Linked DNA regions of Siniperca chuatsi: region 1 is linked to region 2. A link is a contact called in public Hi-C data. All regions are on one chromosome and are shown on one strand. Each heading gives the region's core, a stretch centred on a gene start, on an enhancer-like site or on the middle of the called end of the contact. The rest is flanking DNA. Distances are from core to core; before and after follow the strand shown. Region 1 holds the start of qkia (protein quaking-A). Region 2 overlaps qkia (protein quaking-A).

Region 1 (3,787 bases), core at 27-2,526, 54 kb after region 2:
GAAATAATCTTCGTGCACCCCCCCCCCTCCGAGCTGCAACTCACTGGCCATTGTTTGGGCAACAAGCAGACACATTCCTCCGTGCTTTTAAGCTCGGCCGCTGGGCAACAACTAACACAACCCTGGAAGCACAAATAAGGGGAGCGACAGTCAACTTTTTAACACTTAACATTTGTCTGAAACGCTGTATTGACTGGTTAAGGCTTTATTTAAAGACGTAGCTACGTTAACGCTGCCCTTTTGGTTTCCGAAGAGTTCAACGGAACGCAGACACCCAGGCTCGCTAGCTTAAAATGTGGCTAACCCAAGCTAAATCGCGGTGGAACATGTGGAATCAGGGCCCGTCTAAATTAATTGAGATTCGCCTTTGATAAACCTCAAGTGTGCTTCAAAACTTCTCTGTGGGCGATTTTTGTTAGTAAATGTACAGTGATAGACAGTTCTGATTTTTATAAGTTTGTGAGAGAAAGTTTTCGTCTTGTCACCACAAAGTCAGGAGTGCAAGTAACAAACTCTGTGGAAGCCTAACGTTAGCAACGCAACTCTCAAATCCACATCTCGCTGCGGTCTACGGTTAAACAAACTCACTCAGGATATGACCGGATTTCTTGTTTTGAATTTGAGGTAACGTTATTGCTCGGGGGAAGTTTTAAGTGTTACTGTGCCTGCCACGGTCAGCAGTATCGGTGTGTCCGGTGCTAGAACGTTATGCAGCAGGGACGCCCAGCGAAGCCGTGCCGACACCGGACTGCGCCGTGGTCACGCTTTCCCCCGGCATCTCCCCGATCGCTCCAGACTGCCACTTACCTTCATCGAGAAGCCTCTCCAGGTGTGTGAAGATGCCGCAGAGATTTGGCAAACTGGTCATGAGCTTCTTCTCGTTTAATAATTGCATCAAATAGTCGGGACTCGGCCTCGGTCGCTCCTTCACTTCGACCTCTCCGACCATCATCTTTGCGGCGAGAACGGAGAACAAACCACCGCGAAACACAGAATCCTCTTTTAGGAAAAAGAGAAAAAAAAACGAAAAAGAAAAAAAACTTGCGGATCCAATCCCTCGCTTCCCTCCTCCTTGAGATGAGAAGACTCTGTAAACCCCCCTAAAAATTCAGATTTGGTTTGTTCTTGTTGTTTGAGTGGAGAGGGGGCAAAAAAAGAAACCGTTATCTTCCTTCCAGAGACTCGTGCGCCGTACTCTCCTCTACGCCGTGTGCGCTCGGGGACGTTCGATTCCACCACTGTAGGCGCGAGAGACTGTTCCACCGGAAAGGCTCCGTCCTCCTCAACGACTATTGGCCAGCGGGGCTTACAGGGGACTATTGGGAGAACCAATGAGCGCTCACACCCGAGCCAGGAGGGCGGGGCGCAGTGGTTGGTGGAATGATGGACAGAAAATCAGGGCAATGGTGTGCGGTGCGCAGGAATGCACATAAAGCCCTGAAGTGTTGTCAACACAGAATAGCACACATTTACTTCTTTCTCCCTTTCCTCACTAATAGCAAAAATATAGCAGTTAAACATTTTTAGACTCCAACAATCTTTTTGTTTCTCAATAGTATGGCACTGTCGTCTCATAACTTTAACAACAAAGGCAGTGAAAAGTGGAGTCAGCTGAGCTCTTTATTTGTTTTTGACAGCAAGGTAAATCATTTAAAAATCACAAGTTAGGAGTCCTCTTTTTGTTATATCTATTTATTTTGACTTATCAACACCCACAGGCTCCTCTCACTTTGTAGCTCAGTTCTTTTTTTTATTACATCTTTGTCAGAAAAGATCTGCTCCTCCAATAAATAACTTTTTCTTTTGTCAATTCCAACTGGTTTTATGTTGCTTTCCTTTCCCCTAGAGACCTAGGTTTTAACAAAGAAGGGTTAACAATGCTTTAGAAGGATTACATTAGTAACCCTATTTAGACAGTGCCAGAAATGTCCTCCATGTTACACAAGATCGTCAGCACGGCCCTTCATGTTGCCGATCCAGTGTGAAAACACATTCCAGCGACTACCTGAAAGCACAGCAGCTCCATTTGTCACTTAGATTTTACAAGCTCAGGTGTAATTCAATGGTTTAGCAATGACGTGTATGGGTCTACTAATCAGGTGTGGACTAGTGATCTGGTTTGAACAGTCATACGCGGGTTGAATGTGTGTTCAATCTGCCACTTCATACAGTGTTTGTGTGTGTACTTGCCAAGAACAGCCTACGAATCAGGCGGATTTCATGTGTGGGCTTCACTTTAGGATGCTGAAATGATTAAAAATAATTAACTTCTGCAGTCCATATCCTAAAAGATGCCTTTTGTTACTCAGGACTTGTACATCTTGTTATCTGTCTTGGGACCAATTGATAAATGTTCTGGTAATCAATAGAGTCTTTTCATTGTCCTGTCCTTGGGAGGACCTTTCTACATATCCTCCAAAGATTAACATCCCTGATCAATGGAACACACACAAACCAGCTACCTCCGGTTTCTCACATCCTGCTTAGTGCAAAAATAAACCACAACTGGTCCGTTTTGATTTTGACAGCTGTTGGCTGAGAGGGGCCCGGCTAAATCTGAGCCCTGACCTTGGCCCTCATTCAATTTGTCCGCTTACTGCTCACCCACTCATGTCTTTGTAAAAGTAGTCCCCACGCTGGGTGCATGAATACTCAAACAGCTGCACTATGACCTTCTAGCTGCAGTTTGTTGACACTGTGTTGGTATAGAGGATAGTAAATCAAGTCTAAACTCTTAGTATTACTGCAGCATGTTAAATAAATTGATCAAACAACTCTAACTAGATCTGGTGATGCATTTGGACAAGTTTAATTTGACTGAAATGGGCTCTGTATCATTAACTCAAGAGACATATGTCACACGCATGCAACAAATATACAAACCTGCTTACACACACACAAAAAAATAAATAAATCACACGTATCCCCACAAAAATATTTGCAATCAGTCCTCCAGCCCCAGATAACAGTATTTGGGAGTGTAGCAGGCGACAGTAGCCTCAACATCAAAGCAGGAAGACAGATACAGTTGCCTTAACAACCAGGGCAACACATCTACTGGATCATGCTTCTCTGCCCATCAGCCAGCGTCTACACATAGCTACAGTGTGCTATTGCTATAATTATTTTTGAACTTTTTGAACTTTTTTTGAAGTTTTTAATCTTGAAAGATTTTACATAGGCTTCTGCAGGTCTGATGAACCTGATTATATTAATCACTGGAGCTAGATTGCTGAAAGGTTGCAGAAACACTGGTATCAAGGCAAGGGTGCAGTTTATTACTTATTGTCACACAGATAGTAAGGTATTTGCATAGTATCTTGTCATTTGCACCTCCACCAATTACACAGGACATGTAATATTAGTCATCCAAATGGTCTGCAATATCAGCATGCTATCTTAAAGCCAGAATGATAAAATATCCCTTGAAGTCAAACACTGATAAGTAATTTTGGTGGATAAGACTGTGTAGATAGACAGAGGGAATGAGAAACCCCATTTTTCATGTGACTTGGAGATAGCTAAATTGTTCATGGTGTTGACTTTATGTTTCTCTTTTATTTCCTCCCTTAATCTTTGAATATAAGCAATGGAAAAAGTCACAGACTCCTTGCATCAAAAAGAATCTGGCATTTATTCTGAGCTTTGAAAATGGGTTTAGTTCTTATCTCAATGGTGCGCATGGTAATTTGCACCTTGCCTAGCATTCTTCTGAGTTGGGTCACATACGGCTTCCGTGTGTGTGTTAATATGTGTGTGAAAGAGTTAGAGAAAGAGAGAGACGCGG
Region 2 (4,033 bases), core at 724-3,223:
TTAACATAAAGTACATGTTATGACAGAATATAATTCTGCTGTCCGCACCTGACTAGTGTACCAAGTTCAGCGTGATAAAAATCTAAGGACTCCTTAATTTATCCAAAAAAGAAACACTGTATCCAACTATACTTGGGTGAGATTTAGCAAAAGTACATAAAAGAAAAATATAAATACAGAGAAGTTTCTAGCACTCTTAAAATCTTATAATAGGAAAAGGTGTCTTTAGGCGAAAGCACTCAGGGTTACCTAAGGACAAGGCCTTTGTGTGGTCTCAGATGGCCTTGTCCAATTGTCTGCCTGTCTGTCATTTTCCCATAAGAACTTCAAACAGGGCTGTGACCTGAGGGGACCAATGAGAATTTATTATATCCATAACAATGTCTAGTGCATACAACTGTCAATCACACACACACATGCACACACACACACACACACACACATATATACACAAACAGACACACAAAAACAGAAATACAGCCAAATAAAGCCAAATGTGCGGACCCAAACACAAGCTCAGTGTCACCTATCTATCGTCACATCTGCCAATGCCTCCCTGCTGAAAGAGAGGATCAGTGATAGATCTAAATAAGCTGTCATACTGAGTGTCAGTATCACATCACTGCTCATCACCTACACATGACACCAAAAGACCAAGAATACCATCTCAACCGCTGTTGAGATGGTGCATATATGGCGGGCAAGGGTGGTGTAGTTTAATTTAATTGTGCCTGTTATGCCTGTTAACCAGTACAGGAAGAAGCTTGTCTATCTAGCTTGTCAGGTTCTTATCAGAGCCCAAAAGGCTACTAAAATGTAAAAGATGCCCTACTTTTTCTCTCTTCCCCCATTCCCTTCTCCACCACTCCCCTACACTGTATAACATTCTGTGCATTTAAATGCAATTTAATATCATTTTATTGCATCTCGCAACTAACAATTATTGGAAATTAAAAAATAAATCTACACTACATCACTTGGAGACAACTGCTGCTGCACGGCTTATGATGAATCTACATCCCAATCATCGATGTCACAGCAGGCATTTTTGTCTCAGTTGTCCAACGGTAAAATACCTGCTTTGTGTGTGTAAATGTAATAGGGATGTGGCCAAAGGCGCAACATGCTTAAATGTTTCAACCCATATAGAGGATCACAGCAGTTGTTGTCCGCCCCAAGTGATTCTGTGTTGATTTATCCAATTAAAAAGGTGTTTTCCGTCCATGCCTCTGCTGAATTCGATGTTACATGTTTTGCCTTTTAATGAGGATTACACTAAAACTGCTCTAAAACCAAAGGACAGCTTGATACAAAGTCGTACGGATATGTGGCACCCAATGTGCATACAGTTGCCAGGCCAAGTCATATTACACAACAGAAGAAATTCTGTGTTTCGCCATCCAAGCTTTGTTTGACATAGGGAGTTTAACTCAGCAGAAGATCATTAATAACATATGGCGGTAATTCAGATGGATTTGAAGTTGAGCGGGTATCTGTTTAAACAAGTCGGCTGAGAGCTGATTCTTATTTGTGATGGCAATGTCATTCTACATAATTCTGGCATATACACAAGTCACTGTCTCTTTCACAAATGACCAGGGTCTGCTGTAGATCACAGGACAATACCTGCCTACAGGTCAATCATTATTGCTCTCCAGCCCTTCTAGGGGCAGAAATGGGAAGTGGAATGGGCAAGTCAGTGTTTATGCATACAGCTCTGAAAGTATCTGAGTGGAGGTTACCTAAAGTGCAGTGGGGCTCTGCTGCCGGCTCCGTTTGAGGGCCTTAACCAAGGACTCAAGGGATGAGCGGAGCATTTTAGTCAGTGCTTATGTGTGTGTACGTGCATGCATGTATAAGTATTTTCTGGGCATGTGTATCTATCTGTGTGTACGTGTGTATCTATCTATGTGTGTGTGTGTGTGTGTGTGTGTGTGCGCACACACACTAGGGCAGGATCAGTGGAGTAAATCCACACTTGAAAGAGTAGCTCAATCAAGCTCTCCCACCCATCTCTCTCTCTCTGTCTCTCTCATCTCGCCGATGTTCCCCTGCTCCCAGTTCATGAAGAGTTGAAAAGTTCACAGAACTAGGGAGCAAAAGAGCGCTACCGAGGGCAAAGAGGAACAAGTGTGAACCTTTAACACTTCCCACCAGTACCCTCTTCCAACTGTCAATATCTGAGTAAGGAGCAGCCATTGACATGGCATTACCCAACAGTCAATATTTGCTCAGCTAACATGTCAACCACTGAAATGTTGATGATGGATTCAGGCACAGACAAAATGTGTCTACAACATACATACTCTCATATGTCTTGAGAGAGTGTAACTTACCTTAGATGCCTAAGGTAAGTTAAACTTGGTTGGTCTTACAACTTTCGGAAAAATGTAAAACTGCAATAAGTGCATATTGTTATTGCAAAATGCGGCAAGTTAGTTTAGTGACTTTGAACAAATCGTCAAAAGTACATCCTTCAATGATCTAATTAAAAAAATTACTGTTAAACAATATCTTTATACGATACAATTCTCTCACCACATAAAAAAACACTATAAACCTGACTGTTACATCTCTGAGTTTATCTCAGCTGGTTAAGCATAGGTTTTTTCCACGCGAGACTTCCTGGCTCCTAATCCCAAGTGAGTCAATTAAAAGATTATTTAAAAGCAAAACTATCATTAGAAAGCCTTTAACTTCAATTTACCACCAGGTTTGCAAACAAAACAACCTTTTGGTTATCACTCTATTCTCCCTCTTTGTTTCACTTCTGCAGCTGGGTCCTCTTCAATGACAAGTAATGCCTGTTCCTTGAAAGGAATAAAAAGCATGACCTCATTTTGTTTCCTGTGCGATTTAATAAAGGCGATTTAACACTTCCAAATGTGGAAAAGATGCCCTTCATTAGAACAGTGCATACCCAGCGTGTCCATACTTTAATCCAATCTAGTTTAGCATGATAAAGGGCATTACTGCCAGACAGCCCTACTGCCAACCCACTCATGATGTGTGTGCATGCACATGCATGCAATGACATGAAGAAAATACAGTGCCCTGAGGGGTTCATGGGTTGATAATGCACCAACCAAACATTCAGGGACATGACTACTAGATGCTTATTCTGCCATACTGAAACTACATCACTTCTATTGACATTTATCATACCCTAGGCCAGTGTCAGGCTATTTAGGTAATGTCCATTAAGAGTCTGGCCCCTAATATAAGCATTATGTCTCTGATCAATACAAATTAATCTGGTATTGATGCAAGAACTAAAATATGTTCGAATGCAAATATTAATTGAAAATATACTTTGGAGTAATAAGCTTTAATATTTGGAATATATATAAACAGAGGAGACAAATGTGCCTTTGATATTATATTACAAAAGAAGTCAGGGACATTTTAGGCTTCAAGAATCAAAGCATTTAAAGGTGAATTTGAGAGGCTCAGAAGAACACACAACACACTATGTCTATCTGATGGAAGGATCTTTTCATTACATTTAGGCCAAATGAACACAGATGCCTTGCTTGAAGGAAAAATGGCCTCTGGTAGAAGACAATGGGTCATAAGCTCTATAAAACTCTTGAATTAAGGGTAGAGTGAAACTTTTTATGAGCAAGATTTCATTAGTGTCTCAAAAGAGCTCAAAGCTGCTTTCTTGTGTTTGAGAAATAAAAGAGCTTCTTAAACCAATAAATGGTTCAGGTACTGAATCACTAGACCATCTTTAATGCACTTCAGGCTGCAAAACGCATAGAGATTTCTAGAAAAGTCGGGAAACTATTTTTGTGGCACTCCATTCAGATGAGTGTAAGCTGCTGAGAGCTGTCATTGACTTAAAAAGGACACCAAAAGGGGTTTTGTTGTGTATGTGTCTACACATGTGTGTTAACAGTGACTCATTCTGCATCACTCTTTGGAACATTGCCGCTTCCAGAGATGGCTTCATCCTCAAGTTTGTGTGTGCACGCACATATTTGTGTGCGTGTGTGCATGTAAAAGTGTGTCAACATCTTCTGTGTGTACA

Evidence for each region. Hi-C and Micro-C count contacts between places; a contact is called where the count stands out from the background.
Region 1: a contact with region 2 is called in a Hi-C map of liver, with 1.7 times the contacts expected there. The contact joins the promoter of qkia here to the enhancer-like site in region 2. A contact is called at or near these places in 2 of 3 Hi-C or Micro-C datasets (liver and skeletal muscle).

What each region holds. Positions count from the first base shown.
Region 1 is chrLG15:17,398,980-17,402,766 of ASM2008510v1, forward strand. It overlaps qkia (protein quaking-A), which reads right to left and starts at 1,277. Exons shown (of 8, transcript XM_044167129.1): 1 at 808-1,277. The coding sequence starts at 952. The region is part of intron 1 of LOC122861993 (a long non-coding RNA gene); the gene reads left to right.
Region 2 is chrLG15:17,344,533-17,348,565 of ASM2008510v1, forward strand. All of the region lies in intron 4 of qkia (protein quaking-A), which reads right to left. Among protein-coding and RNA genes, the nearest start is that of LOC122861993, 31 kb to the right of the region's middle. Within about 2 kb of position 1,974, the one cell type or tissue checked has an H3K27ac peak away from gene starts, as active enhancers do. A contact at or near this core is called in liver, where this site is marked.